Linked DNA regions of Rattus norvegicus: region 2 is linked to region 1. Evidence: chromatin contacts called from public Hi-C data. All regions are on one chromosome and are shown on one strand. Each heading gives the region's core, a stretch centred on a gene start, on an enhancer-like site or on the middle of the called end of the contact. The rest is flanking DNA. Distances are from core to core; before and after follow the strand shown.

The links. A called contact is a pair of places that touch in the nucleus more often than the background predicts.
Region 2: a contact with region 1 is called in a Hi-C map of Schwann cells, with 2.7 times the contacts expected there. The contact joins the promoter of Zfp410 here to the promoter of Acot6 in region 1. A contact is called at or near these places in 2 of 12 Hi-C or Micro-C datasets (the Rat2 cell line and Schwann cells).

The regions. Positions count from the first base shown.
Region 1 is chr6:109,459,589-109,467,499 of GRCr8, forward strand. Acot6 (acyl-CoA thioesterase 6) reads left to right here and starts at 3,925. Exons shown (of 3, transcript NM_001305285.1): 1 at 3,925-4,632; 2 at 7,829-7,911. The coding sequence starts at 4,176. It also overlaps the pseudogene Acot5-ps1.
Region 2 is chr6:109,692,099-109,700,009 of GRCr8, forward strand. Zfp410 (zinc finger protein 410) reads left to right here and starts at 3,345. Exons shown (of 12, transcript NM_001108042.3): 1 at 3,345-3,391; 2 at 7,564-7,743. The coding sequence starts at 7,711. Ptgr2 (prostaglandin reductase 2) reads left to right here. Exons shown (of 10, transcript NM_001399426.1): 10 at 272-2,134. The coding sequence ends at 348.

The DNA of each region.
Region 1 (7,911 bases), core at 2,675-5,174:
CATTTCAACAATCAAAGGGTCATGAACGTCACTGGCCAAATTCCCTACAATGGCTCATTGTGAGTAACTGAACTACAGCCCCTCTCAAAGCTGTGGATTTGACCCTGGGAAAGAGTTACCTCGGAATCACCCAAGAAACAAAACTCCTTGGCCCTCTACACCCACACTTTTGGACTCTGAGTGGCGCTAAAGTCCTGCAAGTTAGAGAGTTCCCCGTTACTCACACTGTCCCACTTTGCCTGAACAACAGATGCCCAATGTGAACTTGTGCACAACCACCCGTGGGTCTTATCACAGTGAAGATTTGAACCCGTGCACAAGCAACGGTGGGCCTAAAGATCAACAGGGCAGATTTCTAGTTCACGGGGCTTGGATGAACTCTGCTGCTCTGCTTTTCTAAGCAACTTCGAATGCAGCTTTTCTGGTTCAAGATTCATCCAGCCGTGAACCCAAGTACTCAAGGCTTTTCCAGGGACCACTGATCTCTAAGAGACCCAATAGAAAGAGTAGACGACTGGACAAAGAGAAGGGGCCCCAAGCTTTGCAACCAGGGCTGGAAGAAGGTGAGGCAAACTCACCTGGGGGCAGGAAGAGCGTGGTGCGCACCCGGCCCTCGCGCACGGGCACGCGCCGCACCCCGGGAGCCATGAAGTGACGCTCGTGCACCGTCCGGGCCAGCAGCCGCCGACCGTCAGGCTCGTGTCCGTCCAGCACCTCCAGCTCCACCACGAAGGGCGTCTGCACGTCGCGCTTGATCAGACGCCAGAAAGGCCGTTCGGGCTCCATGGCCCAGATCAGCCCCATGGGCTCGAGCCCCGTGAAGCTGCCGCCCAGAGCGGGCGCGCGCGCCAGGTCCAGCTCTCCGTGGGCATCGGCGCGGTAGAGCGCGTGGGCTCGGAAGAGCGCGCCCTTCTCGTCGCGCAGGGACGAGCACAACGTGACGGGCTGCTCGGGGGCCAGTCCACGCACCGTGATCCTCAGCGGCTCGTCCCAGCAGCTGCGGCCGGTGGGCTCCAGGGTCAGCCTTGCCTCCATGAGGAGCGAGGGTGGGGTGGGGGTGGGGTGGCCTGGGAGAGCACGACCGGAGTTCGGAGCAGAGCCTGACCTGCTGTGGAGGCGACCTAGTGCGTCTCTGGGAGTTTCTGACTCGTGGGCTCCGCGTGACAAGACAAGGACAGTGGGATGATCCGGGAAGTCAGAGTAACAGTGAGGCAGAGCCAAGGTGGAAGATTCGGCCCCTGTCCACATCTACTCTTTTTTTTTTTTTTTTTTTTTTTTGGTTCTTTTTTTCGGAGCTGGGGACCGAACCCAGGGCCTTGCGCTTCCTAGGTAAGCCCTCTACCACTGAGCTAAATCCCCAGCTCCCACATCTACTCTTACTGTGAGAGTTGGGCGATCGATTGGTGGACGATCGATTGGTGGCAACGCTATGGCTTTCCACGTAAATAAAAGTAAGAACATAAAAATAGTTAAGACCAGTTAACTTGAAAAACCGATGTATTTCGTACAGTTAGAGTCTTAGAATCCCTAGTGGGATGCTATGCCTTTAATTCCAGCATTTGGAAGGCAGAGGAAGGTGGATCTCGAGGTCAGCCTGGTCTAAGGAGTAAGTTCCAGGACATCCAGGGCTACACAGGGCTACATTTGTCTCAAGGGGGGTAAAAAAAAACCAAGCCAGAGACAAGAGAAAGGGGGTGGGGATAGGTAGGTAGTGACTTCTAGGAATTCTTCAGGCTACTGGGAGTGTGCCCATGAACAGAGCTGTAGAATCCTAATGTCTTTCTTTCTAATGCCTGATGTGTATATAGTTGGACCTCACCTTGCTGTCTAGGTACTCCCACTAGAGGCTTCTATCAGTGGAGGCCCCAGATCTCAGACTGGATTACAGAAACTTTAAACATTTTCTCTTCATAAATTAATACCCGGGAATATCTCACTGCAGTAATGTAGACCTGGTTAAAACAATTATCTGTGGGAAAGAATGCCTGGAGCAGAAGAATATCTCCTAGGGTCTGGTGTTGGTCTTTTCTAGATCTTGTTCTGCCTGCATGTTTGTGTGTATAAATTCACATGACACATTCGACCTTTTCTTTTCACATGTGCCTTTCCTAGGTTTCAATTTGTTTCTCAAAGGTTGTGTGCCAGAAAAAAAAAAAACAAACAAAAAAACAAAAACAACTCACTCTAGATCAGGCTGGACTTGAACTCACAGAAACCCAGCTGCCTCTGCCCCCCAAGTATTGAAATTAAAAGCATGTGCCACCATCGCTTGGCACTGTGTGGTAGGAACTCCATATCCGCTGTACCTGTAAGAATAGGTAAAAACTTTGAAAGAACGCTGTATTGGTGAATGGACGGGGTGGGTTATCTCTAGTTTTCTCTTCGAAGGATGAGTATGACCCTTTTTCTTGCATGCTCTGTCTGCCTGTGTGTGTTTGTTTAAAACAGAATCTCTCTCTATGTAACCCAGGCTTGCTTTGAATTACAATTATTGGAGTTCAGGAATTGCCACTCAAACCAAATGAACCATGACCTTGGTTAAGCAAGAGTAGTTTATTGAATGCACACCTTAATACTGGATATCCAGGACCACAAAAGGGACTCAGGAACCCAACCGCAGTACAGTCTACTCTCAGAGTAGACTTTTTTAAATAGGAAAACCACGTTAAAAAGTTTAAAGGGCGAGTAGGGGAGCAGTTGGCTTACTAGGCAAAGTATTCTCAAGGGCGTGGATGGGTGGTGAACAGGAGAATCTCACAACACTGAGATAACAGAGCATGAGTATTGTAGTCATAACTTTTTGGCTTATTAGTAGCGTTCTTCAGTGTCGGTTACGAAAACCACGGTGAACTCATACATAGGTGCTGGAAGGACTACCAGCTGGTCATCCCTGACTCAAGATATTTTACACATAACCGTTCATATCAACTTTTGATTTGGTGGGTTCTATGTAAAGCTTTGTGAAATTTCTTAAGATTAGCAAATCTCAGGGCTGGAGAGATGGCTCAGCCGTTAAGAGCACTGACTGCTCTTCCAGAGGTCCTGAGTTCAATTCCCAGCAACCACATGGTGGCTCACAACCATCTGTAGTGAGATCCGATGCCCTCTTCTGGTGTGTCTGAAGCACCTACACTGTACTTATACATAATAAATAAATCTTAAAAAAAATTAGCAAATCTCAGTCAGAACACACAGAACAAAACAGGGTGTGTGGTCAGCATGGCCTGAGCCAAGTCACTTCTCTGTGTCAGTGACTGGCAGTCATGTCACAGCAACAATATGAAATAGCTGGCAGGCATGGAACAGAATAGCTATGCTGGAGGGTGGCTGTCAGCCTAACACAGCGATTCTCCCATGTCTGAGTCAGTACACCCAAATTTGAGTGCTGTTGACTTTCCACTACTGGATGACATGTGATTGAATATAGGCCCCTCCAGGGTTGACTTCTCAGACTTCAAAACCATAAGACACAAATAAATCTGTTCTTTATAAAATATCTAACCTTTTTTTTTCTTTTGGTTCTTTTTTTTGGAGCTGGGGATCGAACCCAGGGCCTTGCGCTTCCTAGGCAAGCTCTCTACCACTGAGCTAAATCCCCAACCCCAAAATGTTTTGCTGAATGTGCTGATGATGCGAGGTTCAGCATTCTTTTTTTTTTTTTTTTTTTTTTTGTTTGTTTCTTTTTCTTTTGGAGCTGGGGACCGAACCCAGGGCCTTGAGCTTCCTAGGCAAGGGCTCTACCACTGAGCTAAATCCCCAACCCCGTATCTAACCTTTTATATCTCCCTGAAGTAGGAAAAAAAAAGGCCTTAAATAAAAGTAATAGAATATTTAAAGGTTGTTTGTTTTTATAGAAAGTTGCTACTCAATCCACGCAAGGGCTAGACTCTGCCTTGATTTTATTCAGCTAGTGTTACCAACCAATCCTCAACACTATGTGGACAGAATCCTCTGTGGTGGAGAGTGCCACTGCTGCTACTCTGACCTACATCCTTCCTGTATATAGTCAGCCTGTTTTCTGTCCCTGTCTTGTCTGAGGCACGTGAGCCAGGGATAGGGAACTCTCAGAGACGGCACTAGGTTTCCTCTACAGCAGGTCAGGCTCTCCTCCACAGCAGGCCAGGCTCCGCTCCGAACTCAACTCGCGTGGCACTACACGAGGTTTCCAGCTCCCTATGGCGGCGACGCTTACTCTGGAGCCCGCCGGCCGCAGTTGCTGGGACGAGCCGCTGAGCATCGTCCTGAGCGGCCTGGCCCCGGAGCAGTCTGTCACACTATGCTCGGCCCTGCGCGACGAGAAGGGTGTGCTCTTCCGAGCCCACGCGCTCTACCGCGCTGATGTCCAAGGAGAGCTGAACCTGGCGCTCGCTCCCGCGCTGGGCGGCAGCTTCACGGGGCTCGAGCCCATGGGGCTGATATGGGCCATGGAGCCCGAACGGCCTTTCTGGCGTTTGATCAAGCGCGACGTGCAGACGCCCTTAGTGGTGGAGCTGGAGGTGCTGGACGGACACGAGCCCGACGGCGGTCAGCGGCTTGCACAGGCGGTGCACGAGCGTCACTTCATGGCTCCCGGGGTGCGGCGCGTGCCCGTGCGCGAGGGCAGGGTGCGCGCCACGCTCTTCCTGCCCCCAGGTGAGCAGCCCACCCCACTCCTGTGCTCACAGCCTAGTCTATCTTCTGGTCCTGAATAGACCCCCTTGGGTTCTATCACATAATTGCCTAACTTTAGTAACCTTGTCCCCATTCTCCAAATTCTCAGTCGTCTGTTTTTGTTTTGTTTTGTTTTGTTTTGTTTTTTGGAGCTGGGGACCAAACCCAGGGCCTTGCACTTGTTAGGCAAGCGCTCTACCACTGAGCTAAATCCCCAACCCCCTCAGTCTTCTTTAAGAGTAAATTTTCTACCAAGTCTCACTCCCTTAAGGCACCATGAATCCCTCAACTATATGCTGAAGAGGGAGTTCAACTTACTTTATTGAAACTCACTAAATGCTAGCCAGGTGAAGGAGTTTTAAATACTGATATAATCAATAACGTATGGCTGTAGTAAGAGTGACTTTTGTCTCTTTTCACATCAAACTTTCAAAGAGCCTTTAACCCACAAATGAAGACAGTGTTCCCGAGTCGTTAAAGTGCACAAGAATATCCATGGCAGAACCTCTCCCCACCATAAACGTGCTGGTGGTAGTTTTCAACCTAGGGTGATTTTTGCCCCTCCATGAGGACATTTGGCAATATCTGCAGAGATTTCATTTGTCAAAAAATGAAGGCGAGAGCCCAGAGGTGGTGATGCACACCTTTACTTCCAGCAGGGGAGACAGGTAGTCTGATCTCTGAGTTCAAGGCCAGCCTGGTCTACAGAGCCAGTAACAGGACAGCCAGGGCTACAGAGAGAAACCTTGTGGCGGGGGTGGGGGGTAGGGGTGAGGGTGGAAGGTATGTGTGGGATCGGGGGAGGGGGTGCTGTTGCCAGTTAGCTGGTAGAGGCCAGCAATGCTGCCAACTTTCTAACTTTCCCATCAAATACCAGACAGCCCCAGAATAAAATTATCCTGTTCCAAATGGATAGTGTGATCGGGAGATAGCCCAGTCTGCAAAGTGCTTGCTTGGCGACCACGAAGATCTATGTAAAAACAGTGGAAAGACAGTTCCCGGCACACCCCTTCTAGCGACAGAAAACTACAAGTTAGTCATTGCAGTACACAGAATTTTGAAACTTATTTTGGTGGTCGTTGCACAAAGTAAGAGAATCTCCCTCGCTTTTACAGCTCTTTACTTGTGGTTGCTTGGTACAGTGGGACCACCTGTGACTGGAACTGAGACCTACTCCATTTCTGTTCATTTCTGGAGACTTCCACAGAACTTTAATAGGAGCTCTGTAAGTCACCATGACTGATTAAGTCATCCAGAAAAAATATTTATCCTAGTCACTGTTCTATTGCTGTAAAGAGACACAATGAAAGAAAACATTAAATTGGGGGCTCCCTTACACTTTCAGAGGTGCATACATTATCATCATGACAGCATGTAGCATTCGGGAAGATGCCCAGGCAGCAGCTGAGAGCTAAAACCTGATCCACAGGCAGAGAGAGCAAACTCCAGGCCTATTGTGGGCTTTTGAAACCTCAAAACCCACTCCCAGAAAAGAGTTTTGTTGTTTTTTTCTCCAACAAAGCCACACTTCCTAATTGGTCTCAAACACTGCCACTCCCTGATGACTAAACATTGAAGTATATAGGCTCATTCTTATTCAAACCACCACAAAGTTACCAAGGTTTTTATTAAGGCCCAGCAAACAACACGGGACACAAGTAAACTATTTAAATAGTATGGGATTATGTGTTTGAAATCCCAGGCTCTCGGGAGGCTGAGGCAGGAGGATCAAGAGCTCAAGATCCTGCATTACAAAGTTTGAAACTAGTGTGGACTACAGGAGACTGTCTTAAAGAATAAGAGGAAAATGAAGAAAGGGATGAGGGGGAAAATCACCCCAAATTTCATTGTCTACTATGTAGCCTCTGTTGCTTTGCATGAACATGCCCTTCATGGACTTATATATTTGAATATCTTGTGCCCATTTGATAGACCTGTTTGGAAAGGATTGGGAGGTATGGTGTGTCATTGGATTGGCTTTTGGTGTCTCAAAGGGGAGCACCGTTCTCAGCTCTCTCTGCCTCGTACTTGTGGATCCTCTATGAGCTCCCACCTACTGCTCCAAAGTTCCCCTCCCAACCCTAGGATGGTCAGGGAGGTCAGGGACTCCAACCCTCTGAAACTATGAGCTCCGAATTAAATGCTTCCTTTTATCGTTTTATCCTGCTCTGGTCATGGTGTTTTATCAAAGGAATAGAAAAGTAACTAAGACATGGCCTCTCAATTTGGGGTAAAACTTATAGCCCAATAGAATTATTCTTATACCCATAGTACAATGTGGCAGGTCCTCTGAGAGGGAGGTACTGGTGAAGGTGCTGGTGAGAATGTGTCTAAGACTATCTGAATTGAAAGTTGCAAATTACAAAGCTGAGCCCATCAAAATCAGGAGGGAGGGAGAATACCAGAGTCAGCAAAAGAAACAGCACATACAAACATCCAGGGACCAAAACAACTCAGCTAATGTAGGGTGCCCTTCTTTAAAGGTAGAACAGATGACGAGAAGATAGGGCTATCCTCTAGTAATCCCTGGTGGCCCTAAGAGTGCTTTATATCCTTAAAGCATTTAGATATTTTCTAAGGAAACTGAAAAAAGTTGTTGGAAGATGTGTTACTTTTTTAAACTTTATTTTTTATTACCGTGACAAATTAGGGAGGGAAGATATTTTGTTACACTTCTCTTTTTCTTTGTAACTTATTAAAACCAACCAGACCATATGGTGGTGCATACCTATAATCTTAGGAGACAGAGGCAGGCGTACCTCTGAGTTTGAGGACAGCCTGTTCTACATAGTTAGTTCCAAACCAGCTAGAGCTACATAGTGAGACTCTGTCTCAATCCCCGCCACCCACCCCCACCAAAAAAAAAAAATAGCCAGATGTGGTGCCACACACATCTGTAAGTCCACTGTTGAGAGGCAGAGGCAAGAGGATCAAGGGCTCCTTATACAATGTAATAAAGCCAGGTCTCCCAAGAAAGAAAGTGAGAAGAAAGAAGAAAGGAAGGAAGGAAGGAGGGAAGGAAAGAAGGAAGGAAGGAAGGAAAGGAAGGAAGGAAGAAAGGGAGGAAGAAAGGAAGAAAGAAAAGCTTTTTCTTGCTGATTGCCAAAAATCTGAATCCTTAAATATCTTTTGAGTAGCTAAAGCCTCTTGTGATGTAATGGTGTGTGGTCTTCCGCAGGCGAGGGCCAGTTCTCTGGGATTATTGACTTGTATGGAAGTATTGGTGGCTTACGTGAGTACAGAGCCAGCCTCCTGGCTGGG
Region 2 (7,911 bases), core at 2,095-4,594, 230 kb after region 1:
TACCTCCAAACAGGGTTTCACTGGGTAATCCAGGCTGTCCTGGAACTCACTCTGTAGACCAGGCTGGCCTCAAACTCACAGAATCCTAGGATTAAAAGGCATGCACCCCTACCACCCAGCCACAAACAAAACAAAACAGACTGGTGGGTGGGTGGAGGGTGGGAGGAAAACAAAACTAAACTAAAAAACTTAAGAGAAAAATCACACTTTCAAGCAAATTTTATATGTTAGAGCTCCTAACAGACATAGTAACATTTCTCTTTTCTTTCAGTTGCATTCCAATCCATGATGACAGGAGGCAACATAGGGAAGCAGATCGTCCGCATTTCAGAAGATTCTTCTCCGTAGTCTTGGTGTGTCTCCATCCAGGAGACCCTCTATTCTCCACTTCCCACAAAGATTGTTAAGACATGTTTAAAAATAATCTTATAGTACAGTTAGTTCTCATTCCTGTGTGATATTTTCTTTGTTGTATAACCACTTTATCTTCAATATCACATTCATTATACATTTAATATGTGATTGTTAACCATAATCAGGGGTTCTGTGGGTCATGACCCCTCTGGAGGGGTCACATATCAGATCTCCTGCACAACAGATATTTACGTTAATATTCATAACAGCAAAATTACAGTTATAAGGAAGCAACCAAATAATTTTATGATTGTGGGTCACCACAACAGGAGAAATTGTATTAGAGGGTTGCAGTATTAGAAATATTGATGCCACAATAGATTGAAATTATCTCCTCAGGTCTCCCACTGCCGAGACTGCTAGGATGCCAGACTGGTGTCACTTGTCACTTGGATAACTTTGCTTGTAAAAACTAATATTACATATATTTGTATCAAGTAATTAAAAGTCCCTGGGTGATTTTTAAACCCCAGGTTTTCTAACCCAACTGTTAATGGAATATATATTTTTAAATTACTTTTAGAAGTGAGTAAAATTCTACTCTAATTCTAAGGTGAGAAGTGGTTAACATTTGTTGAACTGGGAACATTTTTTAACATTTTTTACCATTCTTCAGACACACCGGAAGAGGGCATCAGACCCCATTACAGATGGTTGTGAGCCACCACGTGGTTGCTGGGAATTGAACTCAGGACCTCTGGAAGAGCAGTCAGTGCTCCTAACTACTGAGCCATCTCCAGCCCCCATTTTTACCATTCTTAAACTGAGGGTATTAGAATTGAGATAGCCTTTCCCTATTTTTAATGAGACTTTAGAACTCTCTATTTTACACACCCGAATGTCTGTGCACCACGTGCATGCCTGGTGCCTGCATGGGGCTCTAGTGCCTGCAGTGGGGCTTTGGGTCCCCCGGAGCTGGAGAGTTGAGCCACTCTGTGGGTGCAGGGCTCTAGAACGCAGGGCCTCAGGTAGAGCAGCCTGCCCAAAGAGAGGCTTCAATGGCCTAAGTGTATGGGTTTCGGGCAGCACTGGGGTATTTACAGATTGTGGGACAGTTGGTGGAGGGCAGACGTTTTGGATTAGGACTGGTATGAGAAGATAAGTGAGTTGATGGGAGGCTCCAGGAGCCAGGTTTACATTGAGAAGTTGATCTATGCGTGTTCTGCCAAACAATTGACTGTAGCAAGCCTAACAGCTTACTACATCTCATAAAAGCTTGTGTGTATTTTAGGAAAAACAGTTTTTAGACAGAATCTGTTAGGTTGGTTTCTATGTGATCCACGCTGGCCTGGAACTCAGTTATCCACCTGCCTGCCTGCCTCCAGAGTGCCAATGTTAAAGGCCTGTATTACCATGCTGGTACCTCGGAGAGCTAATAGACATAACCTTCACTAAGGAATCAATCACTGGTTAAAGTGAGTTGAGGATAGGTCAGGGCACACTGACCTCTAGGAGCCTTGAGGCTAATCCCTAACTGCACCTCCCCCCAACAAGCACCAAGTAAACAAGCTTCAGAAAATGGTAGGACTAAGTAAATTAACTAATGGTCATAGACGTGACTATTCCAGATATATTGATGTATCGCATTCGTTTTATTAATTGTAACTCAACCTTTAGAAAAATAAAACTGGAGCTGTTTTCTGAGTATGACTTATGGCCACTTTTTTACAGTCAATGTATTTTAGAGGCAAAACTTGTAATAAATGTATTCAAATTGTAATCAGTGAGGTTTTGCAGCGTTCTAACCTTGTTTTACATACTTTCTCTGGGTTCCAGTTTTTCTTTCTGGTAATTCTTCATCTCTTCAGGTATCGGTAACTGCCAAATCTATTTTGTGTATTTAATCCTTACTTCAATTTTAGGATTTTAGCTCCTAGTTAACATTTCCTTGCCACCCCCAAGGTTTTGTCCAGATACGATGTAGCCCAGTTGTCCTTGTCATGGCAATCCTCAAATGAGATTACAGTGCCCAGCACAAACTGTATGGAGGAAGTGTTTTCTCCCAGGACGTTTTGTACCAAAACTACTCCCTAGCTCATCCAGACTCCTGGCTTATCTCTAAACTTGAAAATAAGCACTTTCAGAGAACATTAATTCCCACAGGCATTATCTTTAGACCCCTACTCTTCTGCACCACATCATGGTTTGTTTGTTTGTTTTTTGGACAAGGTCTTACCATGAACAGCCCTAGTTCACAGGAACTCCTCTAGTGTTGGGATTGCTGGAGTCACAGGCCTGTACCACCACGCCAGATCTTAAATTTCACACAGTCAAACTCGAAAGTTTCAACAAGAACTATTATCCAGCTTGGAACTTTGGTATCTGAGCCCACAGTCAGGGCATCCAAGATCTCTGGAGAATTCTTAAATGTTTCTAAAGCTGTATGAGCATGTGCCTAAATTCATGCCCAGTCCTATGGGCAATGCAGTTCTTCATTTCCAGGTCCCTCTTGGGCCATGAACATTTTTAATGCTCTTTATGCGGTTTTGGTGTTTCGGGAGCACAATTTCTCGTCAGCTGTCATTAAGTCCTCATCTCCGGAGAAAGCTACCCCACCATCTCACCCATCCCAGCCGCCGCCGTCGCCGCCGCCGCCGCACTCCTCGCCTCAGCCGGAAGGCAGTGACGTCACGGCTAGAATGCACTGACCTGGTTTCACATTTCGCGGACCTGAGAGCCTTGAAGGGCAGAGAAGGGGGCGGGACGCTGTGGTTCCTCGGTCGGGAACCCTGTGTGTGTCGGGGTGTGTGTATGTAGTGGGGAGCAGAGGACCGGTCTCCGCAGCTGCCCAAGAGTCAGCACCTCGACCTGAGTAACACCGTAGGGCGGAGAAGAAAGCCAGTGGGTATGTTGGTGGGGGGCGGCCAAACTTCCTGTCCCGCTCTGGAGCTGCTTCCGGCGGGAGCCGGAAGACGCCGAGTGTGGACGGAATTCGGGACTGACTGACGGACGGCGGCCAGCTGCCCTAGACTGGAAGGTGAGCTCCAGGCTAGTGCTAGCCACACCCGCTCGGCTAGGTGGTCCCGCAGAGAAAGGAAGCCACTGCGGGATCTGGGGCTCTAGAGCCGAGGTCGCCCCCGAAGGGCACAAGGAAGCCGCCCCCTTATGCTCCCCCAGGCGTCTAGCGGGCGGGGAGCGACGGGTCCGAAGCCGGGCGGCTTCGGCCCTAACCCCTTTGAGGAGCTGGGGCACGCTGTTTCTTCTCTTTTGCTTGTTTTTGCGGGAGGGTGTTTGGAAACCAGACTGCCCCCAGAAAGCCAGAGTTAGCGAGTCCCCGAGGCGGAGGCTCCGGACTGCACCCGCAGCCGGGCCTGCCCGCAGACCTAAGGGCCTTCGGCTGAGGCCTTTGTGCTGGCGGAAAGGGTTACAGCGGTGCCCTGCCGGCGTTTCACCCAGGGCTGCCGGTTCCTATCCTGCGTCCACTCTCTTCCTTGGTCAGGAATAGGGACGTCTGCGGACCAGGGCTGGACCTCTGGTGTCTCCTCTGCCTGTCACTTGAGGCCCGTGTGTGGGCTGCGAGTGTTTGCAGCCAGGATGTGTTTTGTACATTCAACTTGTTCTCTGAAGTTTCTCAAGAGAAGACTACCCAATTAGTTTATTAAACTTTGTCTCACTTGCTCACGAGGTTCTGAAATGTACTTAGGATCCACTCGGGAGTTAAATATTATTGATTTGGGATTAAGAGTTCATACATTTACACTAGAGTTTGACACAAAGGGCAGTGTAACGTATGCAAAGAGAATAAAACAGTGCGAAGTAAAGACGGGCAATTCTGGGTGTCTGGAATTGAGACGTATTACTCTTTGTGTTATCGTGTCGTCTGGCAGAATACAGGGCAAGCATCAGAAGATGTGGATTCTAATTTAAGCTTTGTAGCCCAGTAGGTGTCAAATTTAGGTAAATCCCACAATTTCCAAGGATTTTGTTTTTAGTGGGGGGGGGTATGTCAGTGAAGAGGTTTCCCCTTAGGGGCCGGCCATTATTCTGAGATTCTAAACTGCATATGGGGAGTGACAAGCATTTTTGTGTTTTGGAAAAAAAAATAATGCGTGTTTGGGTAAAATATAGATTGGAAAGGGTAATTTTAAAAGGCAAGGTGACCACGCAAAAGTTTGTGCTAATAGTGTAGTTGACCAAAAAAGAAAAGGGTAATTGAAAGGTACTGAGAAATCTAGATAGCATCCTAGGAGGGGTAAATTTGGGGTCTGATTATTATTGATGACTGAGACTATGTAAACATGTAGGATGAGAGAGGTTGCAGCTGAGTGGGAAGTGGAGTGGCGATAAATGAATGAGATAATTCAAGAAGAACAGGTTTGCTGGGGGAGATGGTAATCTGCCTTTAGACGGGGTTTGGCTGGAGACGCTGATGTAGAATTACCCCACAAGCAATTAATAATGAAAGCTTGGAATTGAAAAGTCGGAGCATGGGGTTGGGGATTTAGCTCAGTGGTAGAGCGCTTGCCTAGGAAGCGCAAGGCCCTGGGTTCGGTCCCCAGCTCCGGAAAAAAAAGAACCAAAAAAAAAAAAAAAAAAAAAAGAAAAGTCGGAGCGAAGGGGTGGGGAATTGGGTATCATGTGTCACGTTATTTATCCTCTATCTGAGTGTTTATCCAGTGCTTTCTGTGTAGTCACGTGGAAACTTGTATGGAGGTCATTTTAACCCACAATAATGACTAAGTTAGACGTGGGTAGTGACTTCAGGGTTCCTTTTGGGAACATGTAAAATTAGCCACGCATCGAGGTACACGCCTGTAGTCTCAGTGTTCGGAGGTGTGAGAAGATGTGAGCAGGAGTGAGCGGGAGTTCCAGGTCAGCCTATGTTAGAGCCTGTCTGTGAACCCTTTCAGCCCCTCCCCCAACAGCCTAACAACCAAAACTGAGCATGTGTGTGATTTCAGAACTATGAATATACTAAAGACAGTTTAACTGTACTTGTCAAAATGTGTGAGAGGATCTGGGCTTAGTTCCCAGCACCCCACATGGTGATTCCTAACCTTCTGTAACTCCAGTTCCCTCTGCCTCCATGGGTCCTGCATACATGTGATGTACAGACATCATGCAGGCAAAATACCAATGCATGATAAATAAAAACTAAAAATCTTAAAAATGAACTGTTCCAGTGAAACATCATTTTTGAGACAAGGACTCAACTATGTAACCTCGGCCGGCCTGGGAACTCAATATGTAAACCAGGCCGGCCTCAAACCCCTAGCAATATGCTTACCTATATTTCTAGAGTGCTGGAATTGAAGTGTGTGCCACCGTGTCTGTCTCCAAAAAATACTAATTTTTTTATAAAAGATTTGCGTTGCAAGAACAAAATTTTCATTTCAGCTTTTGAATCCGGTTAGCTAGGTAATGGACCTGGAATTGGCAAACCTAGCTTGTGCACGTCCATTATATTGCTGGCTGGTGTGCTTAGCAAGTTCTGTGCTACAGATGAGGTCTACGGAGGACACTTGATGAGCCACTGTGCTCTGAACACATTGCTTCCTTTTTATTTCCAGAGATGATCTTGCAGTGTGGTTCATGCTAGCTGCAAACCTCCCTGTTCTGCTTCAGTCTTCCCACTGCTGAGCTTGCAGATGCCTGCCACCACACCTTTTTCCTGTCTTCACTTTATGGATCTCAGACTCCCAATTTTACCAGCAGTTCCACCAAATTAAGTGAATTCATGTGCCAAAGTCCATGGAGGCAGGGAGTTATCCAGGAGATTCGGGTTAGGGAACTAGCAAGGTCTGTGCTCAGCGTGGATAGACAGACCTTAGGTTCAGTGTCCAGTAGGGACCCGGGAAAAAGGAAGGGTGGGAGGGAGGAAGAATGCAGATGAATCCATTGCATCTGTGTGCAAACAGTCCCATTGCCCCCACCCCACCCCACCCCACCCCACCCCGTGTGTTGGCTTGTTTGTCTTCAATACTGGCGATTACACTCGAACATTGTGCTATGCTATGCAAGTGCTTTGCCTTGAGTTACACAGCTAGACTTGAGTACTATTGTAAACTTGATTGTTTTTGTCTTTCTGAGATCACAATAGCCCAGACAGACCTTGACTTTGCTGTAGAGCCCACTCCCCGAGTGCTGAGGTTGTAGCTTTGCACCACCAAGCCCCTGCTAGACTTATCTTTTAAATGATCAGAATGGCATAATTACCTTTTAGAATAAGAAAAAAGAGTAAGTCACACTTTCCTGTTAAACAATAAAACTGCTGTTTTATCTGTGAATTTCTTTTTACTTTTTTCTTACGATGTAATTACTGTTAAAATGGGAAATAGGTTTGTAACCGATGTTTTATTGCATGGTCTTCAGTGTGTGTGTGTGCGTGTGTGTGTGTGTGTGTGTGTGTGTGTGTGTGTGTGTGTGTCTTATGAATCAAACCCAGGGATTTGCACATGCTGGGCAAATGTTCTACCACTAAACCGCATCCCTAGTCATAACTGTGTTTCGAAGTGACAATGCCATATTTAATAGTCAAGAGTCAAGCCCTATATAGTACGTATGTGTTTAAGTGTTCTAAAAGATTATTGTGTGTGTTGCTTCCAGTTCTTTGTCTTATATTTTCAATGAGCATCTTTGGGAATATAGCTTTTCCATATTTTAAGACCCTTTCATAGCCACGTATATCTGTAATCCCTCCCAGTGCTCAGGAAGGGATGGGAAAATCATTGACAGTGGAGGCCAGCTTGGTCTGTATGTGAATTTCAGGCAGTCAGGGCTTCATTAGAAGGAGGAACTTTTGTGTGGACTGGAGATAAGGCTCAGTGGTTAGGAGCACTTGCTGTTCTTGCAGAGAAACAGAGTTTGGCCCTTAGCATCCACACAGGGCAGCTTAGAACCACCTGGAACTCCATGGAGCTCCAGGAGAATCTGATTCCCTCTGTTGGACTCTGGACACTTGGACACACAGGGAGTTAGTTACACGTGCATGAAATAAAAATAAAGATTTAAAAATTGAAGATAGTTATCAAAGCATATTGCTTTTTATAGGTTTTGATACTTTTTGGGCTTGTTCTGCTTTAAAACACATGTTATAGGCTGAGTGTCTGCTTATGGCTTTTGGACATAAAGGGATGCCTTTGTTGATTTAGCTGCATTTGCTGACTGCTCTTAATGTTGTGTCTTTCTCTTTTTTTACCCTTATTTTAGGTTAAATTGATTACCAACCTAGTTCAGCGTCTTACAGGAAGTGTTCTGTTTTTTAAAGGGATGTGAATGTAACAGGAAGGTGTCATTGGCTGAATTAGATGTGACCCTGTCCCCCCGAACAGCTACAGGATTTCAGAAGCTGAATCAATGTTATCAGATGAGTTAGAATCCAAACCAGAGGTGAGCCCACTTAGCTGTGTCTTCTTAGACCGTTGGTCAGGAAACAACGTGAGTGGCTTAATCGTAAGCATTCTTGACTTCCAAAGCCAAATGAGATTTACTTCAGTGCTTAGTTTATGAGTCTTCTGTTACTAAATGCTTTCTTAGAGACTTTATTATTCAGTTTCC